Linked DNA regions of Danio rerio: region 2 is linked to region 1. A link is a contact called in public HiChIP or PLAC-seq data. All regions are on one chromosome and are shown on one strand. The core of a region is the stretch at or near the end of the contact, and the rest is flanking DNA. Distances in the headings are between cores, read along the strand shown. Region 1 holds the start of foxd3 (forkhead box D3). Region 2 holds the start of atg4c (autophagy related 4C, cysteine peptidase).

The links. HiChIP or PLAC-seq counts read pairs in DNA pulled down with a chosen protein or histone mark.
Region 2: a contact with region 1 is called in an H3K4me3 HiChIP or PLAC-seq map of gastrula embryo, with 3 times the contacts expected there. The contact joins the promoter of atg4c here to the promoter of foxd3 in region 1. A contact is called at or near these places in 1 of 18 Hi-C or Micro-C datasets (an unstated tissue) and 2 of 4 datasets of contacts at active chromatin or transcription factors (embryo and gastrula embryo).

What each region holds. Positions count from the first base shown.
Region 1 is chr6:34,607,809-34,613,443 of GRCz12tu, forward strand. foxd3 (forkhead box D3) reads right to left here and starts at 3,209. Exons shown (of 1, transcript NM_131290.2): 1 at 1,411-3,209. The coding sequence starts at 2,978. The coding sequence ends at 1,863. It also overlaps a transcript of itgb3bp not described here.
Region 2 is chr6:34,830,134-34,835,768 of GRCz12tu, forward strand. It overlaps atg4c (autophagy related 4C, cysteine peptidase), which reads right to left and starts at 2,152. Exons shown (of 11, transcript NM_001002103.1): 1 at 2,084-2,152; 2 at 1,648-1,773; 3 at 1,427-1,510; 4 at 1,038-1,268. The coding sequence starts at 1,723.

The DNA.
Region 1 (5,635 bases), core at 1,959-4,458:
AGTCATCATTAGTCTGTTATTTTAAACTTACAATCGTATGCTGCTTTTGAAATATGTTTATTATTATAGTTAATTAAATATTGTTATTTTAATAAATTGTTGTTATTATCACAAACTTGTTTTTAATGGGCTATTTATTTTCGCTACCCGTTTTAAATAATTTCCACAACAATTCCGGCAAGGGAATTCAGACTTAGTCCTATCAATACTTACTTGAAATAAGATGAACGTGATTACCAGTGTTTGTGCAAAATATCGTAAAATTAAAAATAGAACAGCAGCAACATATTTTGAGCTCATTTGAATAAGAGTATTTGACCGAGAATCCAGAAATAAATTGTTGTATAGAAACGAGCTGTCAAAGTCCACTGTGACAGAAAGGTATTAGAACAATGTGCTTACACACGTTTATCTCAATTTCAGAAATAATGGGACAGTTGTGGATTATAGGGCCACTGTTTAGAATTCAGGAGGTCAATCTCAGCAGCGTCTTTAGCCTGAAAGTGAAGTCAAGAAGAGGGTTCTTTTTCTTTTCCCATGGGTATCACTTAAATATAGCCCCAACCCTTGTCTGCCACACACCGCCAACCATTTGCTGTTTGAGTAGAAGTGATTAGCTTGACACAACTGTGAACGAGTGTTGCTTTAATTGGAACAACTTCCCAAACATTTTAGGTCGCCTTAATTTTCTTGTAAACGGATACGGGGGTTTTTCTGCGGCTATACTGACCTCTTTTATTTACAAAAGAATGTTGCTACTTTATAACTTATTTTGTGAAAAAATGTAAGACTAGTGTTGGTTGTTAAATGTAGAATTATGTGTATAATTATGATCAGATTTTACTAGTTTTTAAATGCCTTGCATGCAAGTTCAAGACAGCTGATTATAAATCGTTTTTTGTAAAATTCTCCTGAGACGGAGATGCTGTTCTGAAATTAAAGCTGTTATATTTGCAAAGGATTTTTAAGTCAATTTAAAATGTTCTTGTGGTATATATGGATTTCTATTTTTAGATAAAATATGTAATGAAAATAACGGCTGTAATATACATAAAGTATAGGCCTACTTTACTAGCAAGCTTCATTGTGTAGACTATATCAAACCTCGATTATATTTTTATTTTAGTTTTGTATGCACATAAAACAAAATTGCTTAAACATTTATTTTGATGATAAAAGCTAAAATACTATAATGCTAAGTCTACTTTAATTGCGTTAAAACCGTATTTGCGCATTTCTTAAAACCACGCTAAGCAATATGTTGAAATGATTTTGATAATTTTTTTTTATTAAATACTGTTGATATTATGCTGTTATGGTGTTACAAATCAATATCATATACCATATTACATATGCTTGAAATTTTAGAAATATTTTTTGATTTAATAAAATCGATTGTTTGAGATGAACTGGATTGTTTTCATTTATTAACAAATGAAGTTGATTTACAACACAATATAGCTACATATAATACATAGATTTAAAATTTTATAAACATACTTTTTTTCAGTCTTCTTTCAATAAGAACAGTTTAATATTTCATATTGGAAAACAGGGCAGAAACATCACATCTTTCAAGATGAAAACAAAATATGAAAAAATAAGATTCACTCAACTATAAGTTTAAACAACGAAATGAAATAGAAAGAAGGACATGTAAATTAATTTCTTTGTACAAATATTTACAAACATTACCTGTACTGAAAGCATTCCTTTTTGATTATGAATTTTCTTTTTTTTCTCAAAAGTCTTTACATGGCTACATTGGGGCGGACGAATTGTCCAGTGCTGCCTATAGTTCGTGCTGTATCGTCTTTAAAATATATATATGTATATATATATGTCTAAAAATATTTTGATTATCATTGAGAAGGCCATTTCGATACCGCTGCTGTGGACGCTGTCGGTAAAAACTGTCCGGAGATGATATTTGACGGGACGCTGAGGATGGGCGCGATGGCAGCTGATGTCCGGGTTAAGGACAGGGACTGAGCGCTCAGTAAGGCGGACTGCACCGTCACGGGTGGCCGCAGGAAAGTCTGTGCGCTCGTAGAGCTGCTGGAGACCCCGATGATGTTTTCTATGCTGAATGATGGTCGACTGGACGGCTCGGATTTGATAATCGACGCGGTGCTCAGGCTATTTAGCTGTAACTGGAGACTTGGACTTAGCTGAGAGCTGAAAGCTTTTCTGTTCAGTTCGGCGGAGGGTAAGAGAGGCACCGCCGGAGGGAGCATCGGACCCACAGGGGGAATGTACGGGTACTGCAGAGCGGCAGGGTGCGTGTATGCAGCCGGGTGAATTCCATAATGACGTCCATATGGATTCCCAATGCCGTATGCCCCAAAACTCTGCATCATGAGGGCGGTCTGGTCCCTGAGAATGTCCGGCTGATGCCTCTTGAAGCGTTTTCTCCTCCTCAGAAAGCTACCGTTGTCGAACATATCTTCCGACTGGGGGTCGAGGGTCCAGTAGTTGCCTTTGCCCGGGTTGCCCGGTTCCCGTGGGATCTTGACGAAGCAGTCGTTGAGCGACAAGTTATGGCGAATGGAGTTTTGCCAGGCCGGAAACTTCTCCCGGTAGTATGGGAAGCGGTTGCTGATGAACTCGCAGATTCCACTGAGCGTCAACTTCTTCTGCGGGCTCTGGAGGATGGCCATGGTGATGAGGGCGATGTACGAGTAGGGCGGCTTTACCAGGCTGCTCTTGGGCTTGTTTTGCATGGGACCGGTGGAGCTCTCCTGAGCATCCCCCTTGGTCTCTCCGTCAGCGTTGCTCTCGCAGGGACTGTCGCTGCGCTCCTTCACCTCGATCTCCTCCACCTCATCTCCCCGGTCCTGCATGCACTGGCTTTCGCAGTCACTGTCCTGCTCCATCCCCTCGTCACCCTCCCCGACCACGTCGATATCCACATCGTCAGCTGTGAGCACGGTCTGACCGGACATGTTGCTGGCACTGGTGCCTCCAGACAGGGTCATCACCGCGCACTTTGCTGCTGGAGCAACCCAAGGTAAGATCAGTTGACGACCGGTGGCTATAAATGCAGGTCGGTCCCGGCCTGTCAGGAAAACTTCAACTTTAGAAAATATTTCTCCAGTCCGAAGGCTTGCTTGGGTCTCTTTTCCCACTGTATTTCCTCAAAACTTACGCGTGGCTTTGAATCGAAGAGTCAAGATGACACATGCTTTGAAAAGCAGGCTTTAAGGACTGTCTGATAGATTACTTTTCACTTAAAGATATACTATCAGGCGCGTCACGTGACCCGCTGACGTCAGAGGTCGCGCTGTTATACCGCTGAGCTGAAGTTGTTTCATGGATTTGTCAACAAAGGGAACAACAGTAACATCGCCTCTGTTCGTCCGTCATAGACCATTTAGCGGTGGCGGAGGGGAGAAAATCGGCCTGCATGATTGAAATCATCTCCAGAGCTGACGTGCATTAACTCATCCGCGCTAAACGCAAACTTAAACTTTTCTTAGGCCAATTATATGAAAGCTGCTGAACGAAAACGTCTACAGCTAAGTTAATGAAATCTCTTGTCATTTATATTGTGTGCTCGAATAATGCATGATTAAAGCAACGCTTTTCAAATATTGTGCTTTAAAGTCGTTGGAAAAATGCATTTGGAACCGAGTTGCAATCTTGCGTCTCAGTATAGGCGCATTACTGATTTTGTTAAGTGTGAAATAAATACAAAAACAATAGAAATCTCTATAAAGATCTTTGTAGAGGTGCTAACGACCCTCATCATTGCTCTTGTTAACATATGAATTAAGTAGGAAATGAGCGCGCGGTCAAATGCATAGGAGCCATTCACGCGCGCACAGGTGAGCGACGCATGTGGGATATTCTCAAGAAAAAGAAAGCGGAGAGAGAATATGTAAACTCTTAACGTTTCCTGAATCGTGTGAGAAAAAATGGTTCTTCACAGGAGCTGCAGGTTTAATTATACTGTTTTATTTGTGGGGTTTCACTTGGATGCTTTGGTTTTTGTGAGATTAAATATTAATGTAATTGTCCCGTTTTTGTCGATGCGCAAAAAAAAAAAAATGTTCCGTGGTTGGATTCGTCACTTAGGCTATTTAACTACAAGTAATATTACGTGTTATTGATCTTCAGCTTGGAATAGGCTTCTGCTTCTGCTGTAATGAAAATAAAGGATGGTGTAATTGATGTAAACGCTCGAATCAATTATTTTCACTACCATTCTATTAGTGTTTACGAAATAGGTTGTATACATTTCTCAACTGTGAGAAGCAAACTGTAAAGCTCGATATTTCTTCAGTGAATTGCTCATCTCTGTGTTTTAATGCAGGCTTTGTTGCACTGCTCTCAAATAGCATATTTGCTACCAGCCTATTACCAAAACGAATTATTAAACAGTGATTTTGTAGTTATTAAAATTGTAATCTATAGCCTAATAATCAAAATAAATATTATTATTATTATTATTATTATATTATTAATATTATGATCATAATGGTTATAAAAACCGCCTATAATTATAATTAGGAAACAAATAATGAGCTTTTTTGTCCATTTAGGAAGCTAATCAAACAGCGGTTATGTTTTATTTTCATCACTTGTTTTTGTTGGATGACATTTAATCTGCAAATAGGCCAGCACCTTTCACCTCGACCTTTACCTTTAGCCTGCTTACCATCCTTTCAAATCTCCGAGGAACGCATGCTTGTGTTACAATCTTTGAAGCTGTTTTTGCATGGCGAATGAATGAGATTAATTGAATCACGTCATTATTAATGGTATTAAAGAGCTTGGTCGCGGACAGTGGCCCGTGTGATGTCCCGTTTATCAATACGGGCTACTTAGAGGATGAAGACGAGGAAGCATCAACGCTGCCTAAAACCAATATTTGCTTTGGAAAATTGTTCTTCTGCTAATTACGTAATTGTTTAATAGTTGATGTGCACGTAACGTTAATATATCAAAGAACATAGGATTTCGTTTTAGCCAAATATTCTACAAACAACGGAGATTTGTTAATTTATTGCTGTAGATGCGCATTGTGAGGTTAATTATAATTATTAGTGCTAATAAAATGCATGTGGTTATTCGCTTGCGTTTTAGCGCCGGTTTTTGTAGAATGATGAAGGGTTTTGTCTTCAGCTTAAAATGTAAAAGACCATATATCTCGAGTCAATGCGCACTGAAAGACATCGTGGATGATATCGCCCAAAAGGAGATCAAATTCGTCCTCTCTGTGATCTTTTGAAGCTCCATAAATCCGGCTTTATACCTTCGCAGTTTGTTAATGAAATGTACATTTAAGCACACATGCACGGCTTAACCCGACAAAACCTTTTAGAATAATAAGCTAACTCTTTCCAGCATGAACCTATTAGGAGACGGAGGCATAGCAGGTGACGGCGCGGATACAGTGGCTGAATGTGATTACCCAGCAAGGTCAGAAACAAATAGCTCACAAATAGCAAAGCAGGATCGAATTTATGCCTAATTAAATCGCTGAAATAAAAGAGATAGAAAGGAAAATTGAAGGGCGTAATGGGAAATGTGTCCATTCAGGAAAAAGGGGGATTCGCAGAGCAGGGGAGGAAAAGATGCTAACCTAGATGGGAACTGAACTTGAACTGAGAGGATTGCTTGCATTAATGCA
Region 2 (5,635 bases), core at 902-3,401, 220 kb after region 1:
TCTATCTTTTATCTCCAAAATACAGTGTTCCAAGTGTGTAACAGCTGAAAGATTGCCAGGTTTGGAGTGAACGTATGTCTAAGTGTCATCAGCATAAAGGTGGTACTTCAGACCTAGGGAGTCCAGGAGATGACCAAGTGATAAAATATACTTGGAAAAAGAGTAGGGGGCATCCTTGAGGGATGCCAAATTTGCCAGAGCCTGTGTTAGATTTAGGTCCTCCCTTGTCGATAAACTGCGAGCGGTTACAAAGGAATGATGCAAACCACTTAAGAGCGTGATACCAAAGACTGTTTTCATTTGTGAAAGCAATATGGAGTGATCCACAGTGTCAAAGGCTGCGCTAAGAACAAGGAGGATCATAAGTGATAGGCAGCCAGTGTCTACAGCAAGAAGCAATGATTTGTGAAAATAAATCATTCATAAATCATTTGTATATATACACAAACACTATAATACAATATATACACTAAAAATACTAGTTTTAAGCATTAAAATGCTGCATAAAAACAAGTGATAAAAGGTTTTATGGAGTAAATCAGATCTTTCTGTGGAACACTAAAATACTAATATAATACTAAAATACTAATATAATAATAATACTAATATAAATCTTTCTACTGAGCCAATAATTTGTCAGCAAGTTTTTAATAATTTAAAATAATTAAAAATGTACTTTGTATTCTTAGTTATTGTTTTACATTCTCTTAATACAAACACAAGCAAGAATAAGTATATAGTTTATTTTTACATTAATATATATTTTATGTTTATTGAAGATAGAACATTATTTTACTCATATTACTTTTTTTTCCATTTTATTACAAAAAAAAAAAAAATTACTTGCATGCAGTATGCTTTCTACGGTTGTGTGTATAAATAAAATGTCAATGTAATTTAAGAATATCACCAAAATGTAATATCTCTCCTTTAACTAATTTATTATTAGATATTTTTTATTATATTCTCCCCATAAGCTTCATTGAAAAAGTGGGCATCCCTCCATCCCAACTTATTCACTGTTGGCCTGATCTCACCTCTACCCAAGATGTGAAGCAAGAGTGCCTGTGCCAATATCATCTGCCCCGCTCGGAGTGTACAACCCCAGCCACAGTCTGAAGTGAAGCTGGAGCCCGGAAGAGCAGGAAACTCTTCTCGATAGGTCAGCCAAACTCGAGAGGTGAAATCCTTTCGAAATTCATCAACATTGCCTGTGACAACATCGTCATCTAATGCCTCAGCTGTGCTCTCAGTAGGGTTTTCATCATCTGAGGAAACAGATAGATTATTTTAGGATAAACCAGATACCAGCTATTTAATTAAAAAGGAAACAGACAGAAATATACTAAATTAAAAATGACCATAAGCTCAAAAACCTATGACTAGTTATGAAATTGGTGTAAATATTAACTGTAAAACAACTTACCCACAACCTTGAAGTGGTAGCATTTTCCCAACAAGAATACAGGAGAATTACGGCTAAAAGCAGTTTTTGACTTTAGAGCCCAGCCTTGAAAAAATTCAAGATTAACGTTAGTCACGTGCACATTGCGTGTCATGATTTTGTGACTTTAAAAGACGATGAAAGATGAAAGGACTACTAGCATTATAACATCTTAGTAACACGTGAGATATGTTATTACATACTGTATTTCACACTGTGCCATGCTGACATGAATTTGGACTTCAGTGTCTCCACCTCGTCGGTCCCTTTAGTCTCCATTTTTTCAGCCACGGAGCAAAACCCATCACAGCACGTAACAGACTAAGTTTCTACAAGAAGTTTTCAATACGAGCCAAACATGTTATATCGCATACAGAAAGATCTTATTTACTCACATATGAAAAAATATATGAAAATTAGAAAGTTAAATAGAAAAACAACAGCATTAAAGCACTGGGAAACTAACGTTAACTTTAAAAATAGTTCATAAGACTGGTGGCTAGCATGCTAGTTAGTAAGCTTGTAAGTAAGCTTAAACATTTAAAAAAACGTTACAAGTAACCGCAGCGTAAATGCAAACTTTAATTTTTAAAAGTCTATCTAAAATATTATTAAATGTACAACAACTTTATGCTATACCTGCTTACATGTCTTGTTATACTGAAGAACCCACTGCAGCTATTTCTGTTTACATTTTGAGGAAGTGGCGATCTCGTTCGGTCTCGCGGTATTTCCCATTCTCCCTTCAGACCTATGCTTCAGACGCGTACTTTTGAATGTAGATATTTCAAAGGCCTGGTTAAAAAACCTTTGGTCGACACATGTTGGTGCTTATTACGGGTTTGTAACAATACTAAAAGAAGCTTGTGGTATGTGGTCATGTGGCTTCTGGGCCGGTGTGAGTAAAAAATAAGGAGTATCAGAATTATTTGATTATAAAATAGCCTTATCATATTTAATGACCCTCTGCTGTATTTCTGTTACTGGTCATTTTTAAGTAAAAAAAAAAAATCAGTTGCTACAGTGAGAAGCTGAGGAGACTAAACATCACCAAAAAGAATGTGGACAACGCAGTGGTTTTAGGGAATTAAAAGAGAGTACAAGAATTTGGTGACCAAAAAAAAGAAAAAAAAAAGAAAAAAACAATCTTATTACATTTGATGGCTCTGCTGTTATGCACATATATAAGTTAATATTATAGTTTATATATATATATATATATATATATATATATATATATATATATATATATATAATATTAATTGTATATAACCGTGTGTGTGTGTGTGTGTGTGTGTATATATATATATATATATATATATATATATATATATATATATATATATATATATATATATATATATATATATATATATATATATAGGCTATATATATATATATATAGGCTATATATATATATATATATATATATATATATTAAAAACTAAGGCCCTTCAAATTATATGTTGGTTCCCAATTGATTTCGTTATATAATATATATTTTGGCAGAATTAAAAAGTTTGAGCACATATTCCAGTATGAAGTCACAGCACTGACCGCAAGCACGTCCGAGCGTCTGCGTTTCTTTACAAGTGAAGTGGCGCATTCCTGTGAAGTGGGCGATGCCGAGAAGCTCAGCAAAAACAATGTCTGCCGATCCATTCGTAGGGTTGTTATTGCGCTTCAGAGATAGATAAACAGTTTCATTGCATTCCCTGGTGGTCATCTATCCACTCAGGCTATAAAAGAGGGCTTCTCATAAATAGCTGGTATGGTATGATGGATTAATACACTGGGGTAATATAATTTCAGAAAAGTTTTTTTTTTTTTCAAATTTCAATATTAGCAGCCAATGATTATCAACGTACAACATTGTTCACAGTCAATGAAATGCGAATGTTGTTTGTCTGAAATCGCATCTAAATGTGACTTTAAAACAACTTTAGCACAATTTCCATGTTAAATAACCATTTTTAAATTCTGCTTTACTTAAATAGCAAAGTACGAATCAGATGTGTGAATTGAAAAGCAACTTTACCTCAATGATTAATGCACTAATACACCATCCGCTATTTTCTATGAGTTGTTGAAGTGATGTTGCATTTTCACTGTATTGTTGGTTTAAAATTTTTTTTTCTAATCTCATTTTTTTATATATCTAAAAATTAAGATTGGATCAAGTAAGAATATTGTTTTGTTTTCACCTTTAGAAGAAATAAGTTAAAATGAACAAAATGATCTGCTAGTGGGGTACATCATAAAAAATTATATTTTTGCTTTAAAATATAGATATTTGGACTAGAAACAAGACAAAAATTATTAGATTTTTTTTTCATAAATTGCATAAATAAGTAAATACAATACATTTTTTACTCCTCATTTTTAGACATCGCTGATGGACATCACAATGCTGAGCCGGCATCGCAATACTCCGCTCCGCCCCCATCACAGCAGCAACCCGCTCGTGAAAAATTCACACTTAGGCCCTGTTTACATCAATACGTCTTAGTTTTAAAATAGCATTTTAGAACAAAAAACGATCCACGTCCACACTGGCGTTTCATCTAGCATTTCTGAAAAGCCCTACTTCCACTATGGGACGATAACCGTTTTCAAGGTGTTCCGCGGTTTGGAAAAGTCAACATTTTAAAACCGTCAACATTTTCTGTAATACCATTCCTAAGGTATGTGTAGGATTTTTTATTTATTTCATATTTTATTTATTTTTATTTTATTTTTCAGAATTTTTCAGTTTTTAGGACAACAGTATCTCCAAAAGATATCCGCTGCTATTTTCACAGAGCTTTTTCTGTTTCTGTATGTGAACTTCCAAAGGACACGACACAAAGGCAGAAGTGCTTACAGTTCAATATTACTTATGTTCCGGAGAATTATAAAATACATAGCAAGCATGATTTGACAAAACACAGCTTCCAGAATCTCTCCCAGTTCAGTGCTGGATTCGGTTAAAATCTCCTCAACGATGGAGCAGCTCCAACAAGCAGAGGCTGTGAACTCTAAGCCACAACCTGTGTTTTTATTTGTTAAAATTGATTATGACATGCACAGTGTCTAGTATTAATGGTATGCTGTAGTAAAAATGTAAACAATGGGAAATGCTGTTTGGCACCGCTAACGATTAAGCTACAAATTCATATGTATCAGTCAAACTGCTGTAAACACACACACACTCACACACTCTTCACCAGTGCCTGCGTGTCTCTCTATCGGCAGCTTTTCATGCGTTCTACATCTCAGATAATGAACTCACAAAAGATATGGGAACGATTCATGTTACTTACACGTGCATATTCCGAATATATGTGAAAGACATCGTGTTACGCGTTGAGTTAAAAAAATATAGGAGAGCTCGCCTAACTCATGTAGCAGCAGAAAAATCAATCAAGGCTCACACAGGTCGCATCCCATGTCTTGTGCTTTATTCTTCTGTCAACAGTGTCACTTTTATATTACAGAAAATAACTTAATCCGAGCATCAGAGAAAAAGAAAAATCGGTCCTGTGCACATGTGCTTCTTACATACACACATCTCTCTTAAAGGAGCCGCACCCTATTTTCACTGGTTACAGACACTTGTCAGATTTTATTTTAGACTATATGAGTGTTTTTTATGTGTATTTTCCAAAGTTATGTGCATCATGACGTTTCCATCAATTGTTTTTATGCGCATCTCCAAAATGAGCATTAAAATAGGTGGGTGGAAACGTAAGGCTAAGGCGAGAAATACCGCTTCATCTTTTAAAAAGGGGAGGGGAATAAATTAACTACGTTTTTTCATAAGCTGTTTTAGATTCTGCAGTCCAGAATCAGGAGGTTTGTGTTGGTCGGGCATCTCAGCTGAGACCTGTCCACTATGGGTGACCCTACCGATAGCTGTGAAGTACCAGTGGCATAGCTCTCAGCATCACTGATGCACACAAGCCCTCACAGCACGGCAAGCTGCAGACCATGTGAGGGACCCTAACCTACCCTTACCCACCAGCCAACACTAACAACCACTAATGTGCCAAAAACCACTCAGAGGAGACCAACAACGCGCAGGACACTGCCTAAAAAAACTTGCTAAACACCTGCCAACATCCGGCAAATCATCCAAAAGAACCCAGGAGCTGAATATCACCAGCACTGACAATCAGTAAAACATTCAATGTGATGAAAACTTGAATGAAA